Regions from separate parts of the Mus musculus genome. Here regions 1 and 3 are each linked to region 2. A link is a contact called in public HiChIP or PLAC-seq data. All regions are on one chromosome and are shown on one strand. The core of a region is the stretch at or near the end of the contact, and the rest is flanking DNA. Distances in the headings are between cores, read along the strand shown.

Region 1 (3,047 bases), core at 136-2,635, 260 kb before region 2:
CAAATCAATACAATGTTGTTAGCACAGTGACAAGGAGCTGGCCAGGTGTTAAGAGAAAGTAGAGGAGATTTATGCTGGCCATGGGGCCCCACCCCCCCCCAGGAGGAAAAGATTAGCTCTGTGCTCACCACCCCCACCCCTACCCATACCCCTACCACTTTCTTACTCGCCTCAGCAGAGGATCTGTGTAAGGTTAAGGGAAGGAGACTGGTTTAGTAGCTAAAGGAGCAAACGGGAAGGGGTTAGATCCTGGAGGAGCGGATGTGTGGGTTCAGACGGTGCTAGGAATGGAAGTGGCTTTGGAGCCGGCGCTGGAGGGGTGGAAATGGGAGGTCACAGGTGGGAGGTGAGCTGAAAGTCCCCCCTTCCACTACAGGAGCATTTTCCTCTCCAGCCTGGGCTGGGCGTGGTCCTGAATGGCCAGTCAGGTTTAGCCACTGCTGACGCCTCCAGGAAAAGGCCCACTGGATAGGAACTCTCTGCTGCAGGCCCAGGCCTGACCACTCCGCAGAGTCACGAGGCGTGAGCCATGACCACTCTGCAGAAAGCCTCGTGTCTCATGACTTGGCGCACTACGCCTCACCACGCCCTCAGGACCTATGAGAAGTCATGTAAAGGCTATTAGTAGATGGCCCCAGGGAGGACACTGGCCAGCCAGAAGGAAAGGGATTGACTCAGATATGTGTGAACCTTTGTTGTTGGAAGTCTGAGATATTTGCGGTCCCTTTGTTTGTTTGTTTGTTTGTTTGTTTGTTTGTTTGTTTGTTTTATGAGATAGAGTCTTACTATATAACTTCAGTTTAGCCAGAGCTGGCTTGGGTGCTAGGATTACAAATGTCCACCACCATAGTTGGCTTGATATTTGCATTTCTTGCCTTGGGGGCTTAGGTGCTGGGAATGTGGGGGGCATTGGTAGGGGGCAGAGGCAGCCATCCTTGGTTTCAGTTCCGAGAACCATCTAGAACCTTGTGACAGTGAGACTAGGAACCCTCTGCTCTACCCACCTCCTGAGGAGTCAGCTTGCAGATGGGTAGGTGGGTGAGTGGCTAAGGAATTCTTTCCATTCTCTGGTTGGTGTACAGCCAGTAGCATCGGGGCGGGGCTTCTGAAGAGCTCCCTTCAAAGGCTGATGGATTGATTGTCAGAGTGCGTGGTGGCAGCTGCCAGCGAAGCCTCCCTGCAAATGGAAACACTCAGCTCTGCAGTGAAGGGCAGGCTTCCAGGATGCTCTAAGAGGCTGAGAGCCCCCTTCTTGCTTGCAGACACAGCTCTCCTGCCCAGGAACCCCTCCTCACGTAAAAATGCGTCTTGTGCAGAGAGCCCGCCCGCTCAAAGCTCCAGGAATCCTGTAAGCCACTGCATTAGTTGCACGTCATAAATATTTATGCCCTGCTGATGTGTGTGCCGAGCACTGGGCAGGGCTACTGAGGGACAGAGGCCAGCTCAGAGAGAGGCAGGGAGAAGCAGGGTTTCAGCCCCCTTTTGCTGTTGGCATTCCAAGATGTGGTCAGTAAGCTTCCGTTCTGGCTGCTCCAGCTGCTGAGTGGCCGGCACTGGGACATGGAGTAGGAGTTCTGGACAGGTGGAAAAAGGAAGTCTGCAGCTACTTGAGCTCACGCCAAAGCCCAGTTCTGCGATTCCAGGGGCTAGAAATGGCAGCGTGGTTTATAGTTATCTGACACAGAGGCCCATGATTCCAGCCTGTGTGCCCCGTTCCAAAAAAAAAAAAAAGTGTGTCCAGAGCTTCATAGTCAAAGCAGAAGGCAAGTGCCAGCCTTCACCACAGGAGCCCATAGCAACCTTTCCCCAACCCACATAGGAGAGATTTGCCCATGTGTGGATCCACAGCCATAGACGAGTGAGCTGGGATTCAAACTCAAGCTCTTGGCTCTCAGATTTGTGCATTCCCTGACAAGCTGCCTGGTCCCATGAGCTCCACACATCACAGATATTGACAAGGCTTCAAGACCTGTCTTCCAGGCCCTTTTCTCAGACTGGATATCTGAGCGCTTTGAAGATGGTGTCGGGGGTACGGCAACCTGTGTGTGCAGAAAGGAACATCACAAGATCTGACACCCTGACTGGGAACAAGAGCTCATTTGGAGGGGTCTGAGCCAATGGACAGAGCCCTAGAGCAAAGGTCATATAATATGTGGTAGACCCTCAAGGATTGTTCTTCTAACTCTCCTGCCTACACATGGCGTTCTCTGCTCTACCCCTCACCCTGCATCTCCCTCTTGACAAGGTCTTGCTATGTAGCCAAAGCTAGCCTCAAACTCATACCCCCACAGAACAGTTTTGAGGTGAGGAAATGGTGTTTACACAGATGCCGAGTACACTGTGCTATGACCAGGTAGAATCGTCAAGTGCTGGCTTGCTCACTGCCCTCAGGGTCGCTGCTGGCTGCAGACAGGGGCAGGTAGCTCAGCTACATTCCCATTCCTCCATGCCTGCCAGCTCTCTTAAGTGAGGTCACTAGAGGGCTGGAGAGATTGTTCAGGGCTTCGGAGCCAGGCTGCTAGATGCATCCTGGAAGGGTCACCAGAGCACAAAATGTGCTGTGAGTCTAGGGACGCGGGACGTGGCATGAAGCATGGGGGCACTCATTTGTCTCAAGCAGGCTCTGCCGGCTGGTGCTTCCAGAGATCTGTGTGCATATGTTTGCCTAAGAGGATGCTTGGTTGGGCAGCTGGCAGCACTGGGTATGTTGCAATACCCACACAAACACCACAGGCAAGGAAATGGAGCACACACACTGCTATGCTAACCAAGCAGAAATAAGAGGCTCATGGGTGCCGGAGCACCAGCCAGATGACAGAAGAGACAGTGGTCAGGGACCCTTGCTTCATTTACCAATGTTGCGCAAACACCTAGGGCAGCGTCTGAGTCCACAGTAGATGTTCAGCAAACACTTGAATAAGACACAAGTATCCGTGTAGAAAACACACAGCACACTCGAATATGGAGACTTGGAAGAGAAGCTGGAAAGTCTTTAGAAAGACAGAGGCAAATCTGAGGGTGACTCTGTTAACTTGGGTAGACCAAGG
Region 2 (3,310 bases), core at 218-2,717:
TGGAGGGGTTTGCAGTCCCAAAGGAGGAACAACAATATGAACTAACCAGTACCCCCAGAGCTCCCTGGGACTAAACCACAAATCAAAGAAAACACATGGTGGGACTTGTGTCTCTAGCTGTATATGTAGCAGAGAATGCCCTAGTCGGTCATTAACGGGAGGTAGGGCCTTGGTCCTGTGAAGGTTCTTTGCCCCAGTATAGGGGAATGCCAGGGCCAGGAAGCGGGAGTGGGTGGACTAGTGAGCAGAGGGAGGGAGAGAGGATAGGGGATTTTCGGAGAGGAAACTAGGAAAGGTAAATAAAGAAAATAGCTAATTAAAAAAAACGAAACAGGAGTTGTTTGTGGTCTTGACCAGTACAGTAAAAGAATACTGAAAGTAATACTTTGGACCTAAACAAACTTTTTTCCTAGCAGAAATGTATGAAGGAGGAGACTAAACTTGGATATGCAGCAACTGACAGCATTATTAAACGTTTCAAATATCTTTGACACATGTCGTGCCTGTCATTAGGTAGAGGTTCCTAATCCACAAAGACCTTTCTTGAGTAGGACAAGACAGGCATTGTTTTATCCAGATGTGTCATAATAAGAGTGGTGTCAAAATCTGGGGATGTACAAGCATCGTTGGGTGGTGTGCTAATTAAAGTTCATATTCGTGGTCCCGGTGAGGTAGAGGAGCAGGCTGTTTTGGAGGCAGGGGCAGATGACTGTGAATTTGAGGTCAGCCTAGTCTATACAGCAAGCTCCGGGTTAGCCAGGGCCGGCCACAGTGAGATTCTGTCATAATAATAATAATAATAATAATAATAATAATAATGAGATTCTGTCTCAATAATAATAACACAACATATTCGTGAAGAATATTTTTTTAATTTTTTAAATGCCCCAGGTCCGTATGAAGACCGCAAACAAGTATCTTTCACACACTAAAGCAGACAATTTGCAGCCCTAGAAATTATTTAAATCTTAAGTCACGCCAATGACACTCTCCAGGTCTCTCTCTACGACTCCTTTCCTTCAAAGTGCCTCACCCACCCCGCAAAGTGGAAGAGCAAATAAAAGATCAACCCCTTCACTTCGCTTTCAGTCTGTTAACTGTGGACTCCGTTTCACCACACTCCATTTTCCTCCACCCCGGGGTCGAAGCGCCACCCTTCCCCCACAGCCCCTTCCACGGCCCCGCGGCCCACGCCGCCCTCCGCGCCCCAGGCTCCTCCCGCCCGGTTCCTAGCTCCGAAGCCTCCGGACCTTCTGTCCGCTCCCCCGGCCCCCCGCGGGCCAGACCCCAACACCACACCTTACGGCCGCTCCATGAGTCGCTCCCCCTCCTAGCTGGGGGAGGGGTGGCAGCCGGAGACCCTAAGGCCTGCACTGCATTTTGAAACTGCGAGCAACGGCAGCACCACTTCCGGCCTCTCAAACCCAGCGTTCGCAAGAGCTTCCGGGGAGGCCGGGGGAACCATAGAGCGGACCCTGGAGGACTAGAGAGCTAGAAAGGCTGAAGAATCTACCATTGAGTACACACTAGTCCGGGAAGAGAGCCTCCGGACCTCCGAGGTCAGACAGAGATAGTTTTCTATTTTATTTTACTATTGAGTCAGGGATTCTCTGTGTAGCTCTAGCTGTCCTGGAATTCACTATGTAAACCAGACTGCCTCCCGAGTGCTGAGATTTAAGGCTTGCCACAGCATACCTTGCTTGCATAAAGAGGTTTTGAAAGAAAATAGAGGCTGGTCGTGGTGGCGCACGCTTTTGATCCCAGCACTTGGGAGGCAGAGGCAGGCGGATTTCTGAGTTCGAGGCCAGCCTGGTCTACAAAGTGAGTTCCAGGACAGCCAGAGCTATACAGAGAAACCCTGTCTCGATCGAAAAAAAGCGCCGCAAGACCGGGGGGGGGGGGGGGGGGGGTTAAGCGAAAACCCTGCCACAAGAAGCGAAAGTATGAGCTGGGACGGCCCGCTGCCAACACGAAGATTGGCCCTCGCCGCATACACACAGTCCAAATTCGAGGAGGCAATAAGAAGTACCGTGCCCTGAGATTGGATGTGGGGAACTTTTCCTGGGGCGCTGAGTGTTGTACTCGCAAAACAAGGATCATTGATGTTGTCTACAATGCATCCAACAACGAGCTTGTCCGCACCAAGACCCTAGTGAAGAACTGCATCGTGCTTATTGACAGCACGCTGTACCGACAGTGGTACGAGTCCCACTATGCACTGCCCCTGGGCCGCAAGAAGGGGGCCAAGCTGACTCCTGAGGAGGAAGAGATTTTAAACAAAAAACGATCAAAGAAAATTCAAAAGAAATATGAGGAAAGGAAAAAGAATGCCAAAATCAGCAGCCTCCTGGAGGAGCAGCTCCAGCAGGGCAAGCTTCTCGCCTGTATTGCCTCACGACCAGGCCAGTGTGGCAGAGCAGACGGCTATGTGCTCGAAGGCAAGGAGCTGGAGTTCTATCTGCGGAAGATCAAAGCCCGGAAAGGCAAATGAGCCTCATGCGTAGTGTAATAAAGGTGTCTGCTGTTCTATTAAAAAAAAAAAAAAAAAAAAAGACAACTTCCATATCCCATCTCTAGTCTTCTCATTTCCCTACAAGCTAACCCTTCCTGATCCTTTGACTACTTTTCTTTTTTTTGACATGTCAATGAGCCAGCTTACTCCCTGGTCGTTATTTTCTGGACAAGAATTTGTGTTAAGATGTGGATCCCAGAAAGAGATGTTTTTTGAGACAGGGTGTAGCCCTGGCTGTCTTGGAACTCACTTTGTAGACCAGGCTGGCCTTGAACTCAGAAATCTGCCTGCCTCTGCCTCCGGAGTGCTGGGATTATTAAAAGGCGTGCGCCACCACACCCGGCTACAGATGCATTCTTATACAAAGAAAATGGGACCTGATCTCCCGTACACACATTGTATGCTCCCTACTATATTTTGGTTGGGCGAATTATTTAGTTGGGCTTTTTGGAGGATCATACAAATTCATTATTTCCAATGTAAACATTACCCGTTTTGTTTTGTTCTGTTCTAGACAAGGTCTTACTATATAGCTCTGACTATCCTGGAACTCACTATGTAGACTAGGCTGACCTGGAAACTCAAGAGATCTGCCTGCTTCTGCGTGTCTGCTGCTAGGCATAAAATCTTATTGCCTCTGCTCCCAGCTCCTGTTTATAACCTTTCCCCACTGGAAGATCCAGAGTTCCTTGAAGGAGCTGAGGTGGTGATTCTCTTTCTGAAGTTGCGGACAATGAGCTTAAAGTCAGCAGAGTTTCCTCAGAAGAGAGGTAAGGGCACTTATAGGCAAATACCAGC
Region 3 (3,418 bases), core at 300-2,799, 280 kb before region 2:
ATTGGATCTGGGCCCAGCAGGGCTCACCTCAGTTCCAAGGTTAGAGGAGGCACATCAGGGCCCTCCTATCAGAGAAAGAGACAGGCAAGAAGAGGAATATTGTCACCCTCTCCTCTGGAGCTAGAGGAGGCATCTTTGTCCAGAACCACACACACACTCATACACAAAACACACATACATGTTCATACACAACATACACATTCATACACAACACACATACACACAGCATGCATAACTCAGCCAGTAAGCCAAGGGAGGAATGAAAAGTAGACCCTGGCTCAGTGAGTGAGGTGGGCTGTTGTGGGACCACAGCCTCCGTGATTCAGCACTCTGACCACTCCCAGCCATGTCGTGGGTCACACTCAGGACCATTCCTGATGCCAGAATGCTGGCTTGGAAGCTGAGGAAAAGTCTTTGCTAAGACCCCAACTCTTAGGCCCTCCAGCAAGGTTTCTCTGCCAGGCTTTTGCAGCCCAGGACTCAGGACAAGTCTCAGGAGCTTGAGGGCCATTCCCTTAGACCTGCCTCTTCTCCCAGCCTCAAGCCCTTTCTGATCCCATCTAGGAAGCAAACCTGAATAGTTCCAGGAGAGGAGAGGACCACACAGAGGCCTACAAACCCAAGTATCTCTCTTCCAAAGCTATGAACAGGCTCAAACATGCAGCAAAGGGCTTTAGAGAGGTTGAATTCACAGCAGTGAACACCTGGCCCACTGAGCCCTAGGCCTCTGTGGCAGAGTAGGACGATACAAGGGTGGGTAGACTGAGTCCAAGCCCAGTCAGCACCGGACCTACATCACCACGAAGGGCAGGCAGAGAAGGTGATGGGTAGTAGGCCGGCTAGGAACCAAGGAGAGTAGGGGAGATGTTCCAGAGGGAGTGTGCAGGATGAGGAAACAAGGAAGCCACTGTGAAGGGGTTGGGACTGGGTGTGAAGATGGGGACCGGGGAGGATAAACTGGAAGGGAGCAACCGAAGGCCAGCACTACACAGGGCCGCGGGAGGGAGGGCAAGCAGAGGGGCCACGGGTGAGGCAGGAAAACATAAGTGGAATGGGGAACTGAAAAGTGAGGTGTACAGAGAGAAAACACAGGGGCTGGCTGGTCTCCAATGGTGAGGCTGAGACAGCGAGGAAAGAGAGAGAGAGCGAGGGAGAGGGATGGAATATGGGATGTTGCCAGCCGAGTCCGAAAGGGTATTAGGGTGGAGAGGGCTGAAAGCTGGAGGGAGACACTGCCAGAATCTGGTGGGTTCCGGGCAGGTGGCAGTGTAGAGAAAAAAAAGCACAGGGATGTGGATGGAGGGGGATGGGACAGGTCGGGGGATGCAGATGGACTGAGGAGAGCGGAATCAAAGGGGGTGCCGCTGGTTGGGCTTCCGAGACCGGGTTCTGTTACCCTACCGGGTACCCGCGCTCACCTTACCTCGAGGAGCTCGGGCTCCAGCCCCGGGCGCAGTCCCAGATGTCCGCTCCCGGCGCCGCCACTTCCCTCGCGTCCCCTGCAGCACCTCTCGCTGCCAGCCGCCGCATTAGGGCAGAGACTAGCCCGTGCGCGCCCCCGGGCGGCCAGCGCGTCCCCGGCGGCCTGCGTGCGCGCCCCCGAACCCCTCCCTGCGTACGAGAAGCTGGGACCAGGACCCAGCAGCTCCGACGGATGCTCAGGTGCCACAGTCCGCCCCACGCGCTAAGGATCAAGTTGCAGAACCAGAGTCTGGGAACCCTGTTTTCTCCCTTGATCTTGGATACTCCTTCAGAAGAGTGGCACTCCGTGTTGTCGTAGGACCTGGAGCCAGAACTGTTGCGGTCTGTCCTGCAAATAACCCCTTTATGAGTTCTTAGGGGCAGGAATTTGTCCACAGCTTTGGAGAGCATAGCTCCCTCCAAAAACTTCCACTGAGTTGTTCATCCGAAGCTGACAAGGGGCAAAAAACAAACAAACAAACAAACAAAAGAAAAAGCATGAGGACATTACAGGTGGGTCTTGTTTTAAAACTGTAAGAATTGTTCTGCCCGGGGGAGACTCGGGGCACTGTCCCAGACTTGAGTTAGAGTGGAAAAACCTTGAACTTGGAGACCACATATCCAAATGTTAGCCCTGCCTCGGTGACTGAGCAGGTCTGAGCATGCAAAGTGGGCTGCGTCTTAGCTGAGATCCCGCCCCCTTGGTAGACCTCAGCTAATGTGCACAGGTGGAGACCTGTACCCCCTCCCACCTTGAATGAGCCCTTAGAAGCTTCTAATTCAGCTCCCTGCCTAAAACTACAGCCCCGTAGGCACCACCACTCTGAGACTCACTCTGAGACTCCTTCTGTGATCACACCCAGGTATCACCTCTACTTAGACCTGAACCCACCTGCCAGTCTCAGCATCCCCCCCAACCCACCTCTGCCTGTGGGCTCAGGAAAAGAGACGCTGCAGATCACCCCCCTGCCCCACACATAGCCTGTGCTCAGTAAAGGCTCATCCACTCACTGACAAAATGGCCTCTCTTCAGCTAGGGGCTTCCAACCCAACAGCTGCAGATGGGAGGCAAAGAGGAGGCAGGGAGGGAGGCCAGTTTTGAAAGCCTTGAAGCAAGATTGTCAGAATCCTGGGCGATTTTTTTCAAGGTTACTACATATACAAAGCAGCAAGTCACTTAAAACCAATACTTCAGCATCACCCTGGTATTAGTCCTGAGAATGAGACTTCACCCTACCAGAACCAGATGACACTAAGGAGCCAGTCAACCCAACCAGAGGGATAGGGTCCCTGGACCCTGGTAGGTCCCAAACACCTGACAGACTCTTAGAAGACTTGGGGAAGGCACTTGAAAGCACTCAGGTCTGTGTGGAGGGCAGAGTTCCCTCACCCCCCTTTACTAAAAGCATCCAGTGGTGGCCTGGTCCCTGGAATAAAGAATTCTCCTATCCTAAGAGGCCAGCTCCCTGCATCCTGTTGTGTGGATCCCTAGAGCAGCAAGAGGCAGCTATTTTCTGGTGATGCGTGGTGACTATTGTGTCCACTCTAGAGGCACCTGCTGAGCTCCACATGTCATCCTCACTGTATCAGACCTGAAAAAGTAAACAATTGCTTACACTTTTATTGTTTTTGTAAAGATTCATTGATTTTATTTTATGTGTACGGGTATTTTAACTGCCTGTGCTGTGCACCAGGTGAATGCAGTACCCAAGGAAACCAAAACAGTGTCTCTCTCTTGCTAAACAAGCAATCCTCTTCCACAGTCTTCCAAGGAGGAATAGGGACACAGGTGGATTTGTCCGTAATTGATGGAGAATTAACTTGGGAGAGCGATTTGGCAGGATCACTGAGACTCTAAATGTCCCTGCCACCGGTTCCATTCTTAAGAATGTGATTGAAGAGATGGCTCAGAAGTTAAAAGTACTTCCTGCTCTTGCAGAGGACCAGAGTTCAGCTC

What was found. HiChIP or PLAC-seq counts read pairs in DNA pulled down with a chosen protein or histone mark.
Region 1: a contact with region 2 is called in an H3K4me3 HiChIP or PLAC-seq map of stem cell-derived neural progenitor cells, with 3 times the contacts expected there. The contact joins the enhancer-like site here to the promoter of Mdm4 in region 2. A contact is called at or near these places in 2 of 39 promoter capture datasets (both in embryonic stem cells), 9 of 484 Hi-C or Micro-C datasets (the N1E-115 cell line, cortical neurons, embryonic fibroblasts and 2 more), 21 of 115 datasets of contacts at active chromatin or transcription factors (the HPC-7 cell line, craniofacial prominence, embryonic basal ganglia and 12 more) and 2 of 9 other capture datasets (embryonic stem cells and pancreatic islet).
Region 3: an H3K4me3 HiChIP or PLAC-seq map of embryonic forebrain shows a contact between it and region 2, with 4 times the contacts expected there. The contact joins the promoter of Nfasc here to the promoter of Mdm4 in region 2. A contact is called at or near these places in 5 of 39 promoter capture datasets (cranial neural crest, embryonic stem cells, neural stem cells and 1 more), 8 of 484 Hi-C or Micro-C datasets (the N1E-115 cell line, cortical neurons, embryonic fibroblasts and 2 more), 16 of 115 datasets of contacts at active chromatin or transcription factors (the HPC-7 cell line, embryonic basal ganglia, embryonic forebrain and 9 more) and 3 of 9 other capture datasets (adipose tissue, embryonic stem cells and pancreatic islet).

What each region holds. Positions count from the first base shown.
Region 1 is chr1:132,764,901-132,767,947 of GRCm38.p6, forward strand. No RefSeq gene overlaps it. Among named protein-coding and RNA genes, the nearest start is that of Gm31101, 21 kb to the right of the region's middle. Within about 2 kb of position 1,386, at least 73 of the 459 cell types and tissues checked have an H3K27ac peak or open chromatin away from gene starts, as enhancers often do. A contact at or near this core is called in the N1E-115 cell line, cortical neurons, embryonic basal ganglia and 5 more, where this site is marked.
Region 2 is chr1:133,023,949-133,027,258 of GRCm38.p6, forward strand. It overlaps Mdm4 (transformed mouse 3T3 cell double minute 4), which reads right to left and starts at 1,468. Exons shown (of 11, transcript NM_001302801.1): 1 at 1,300-1,468. Gm41953 (a long non-coding RNA gene) reads left to right here and starts at 2,785. Exons shown (of 3, transcript XR_878532.1): 1 at 2,785-3,282. It also overlaps the pseudogene Gm29257.
Region 3 is chr1:132,740,248-132,743,665 of GRCm38.p6, forward strand. Nfasc (neurofascin) reads right to left here and starts at 1,550. Exons shown (of 30, transcript NM_182716.4): 1 at 1,424-1,550.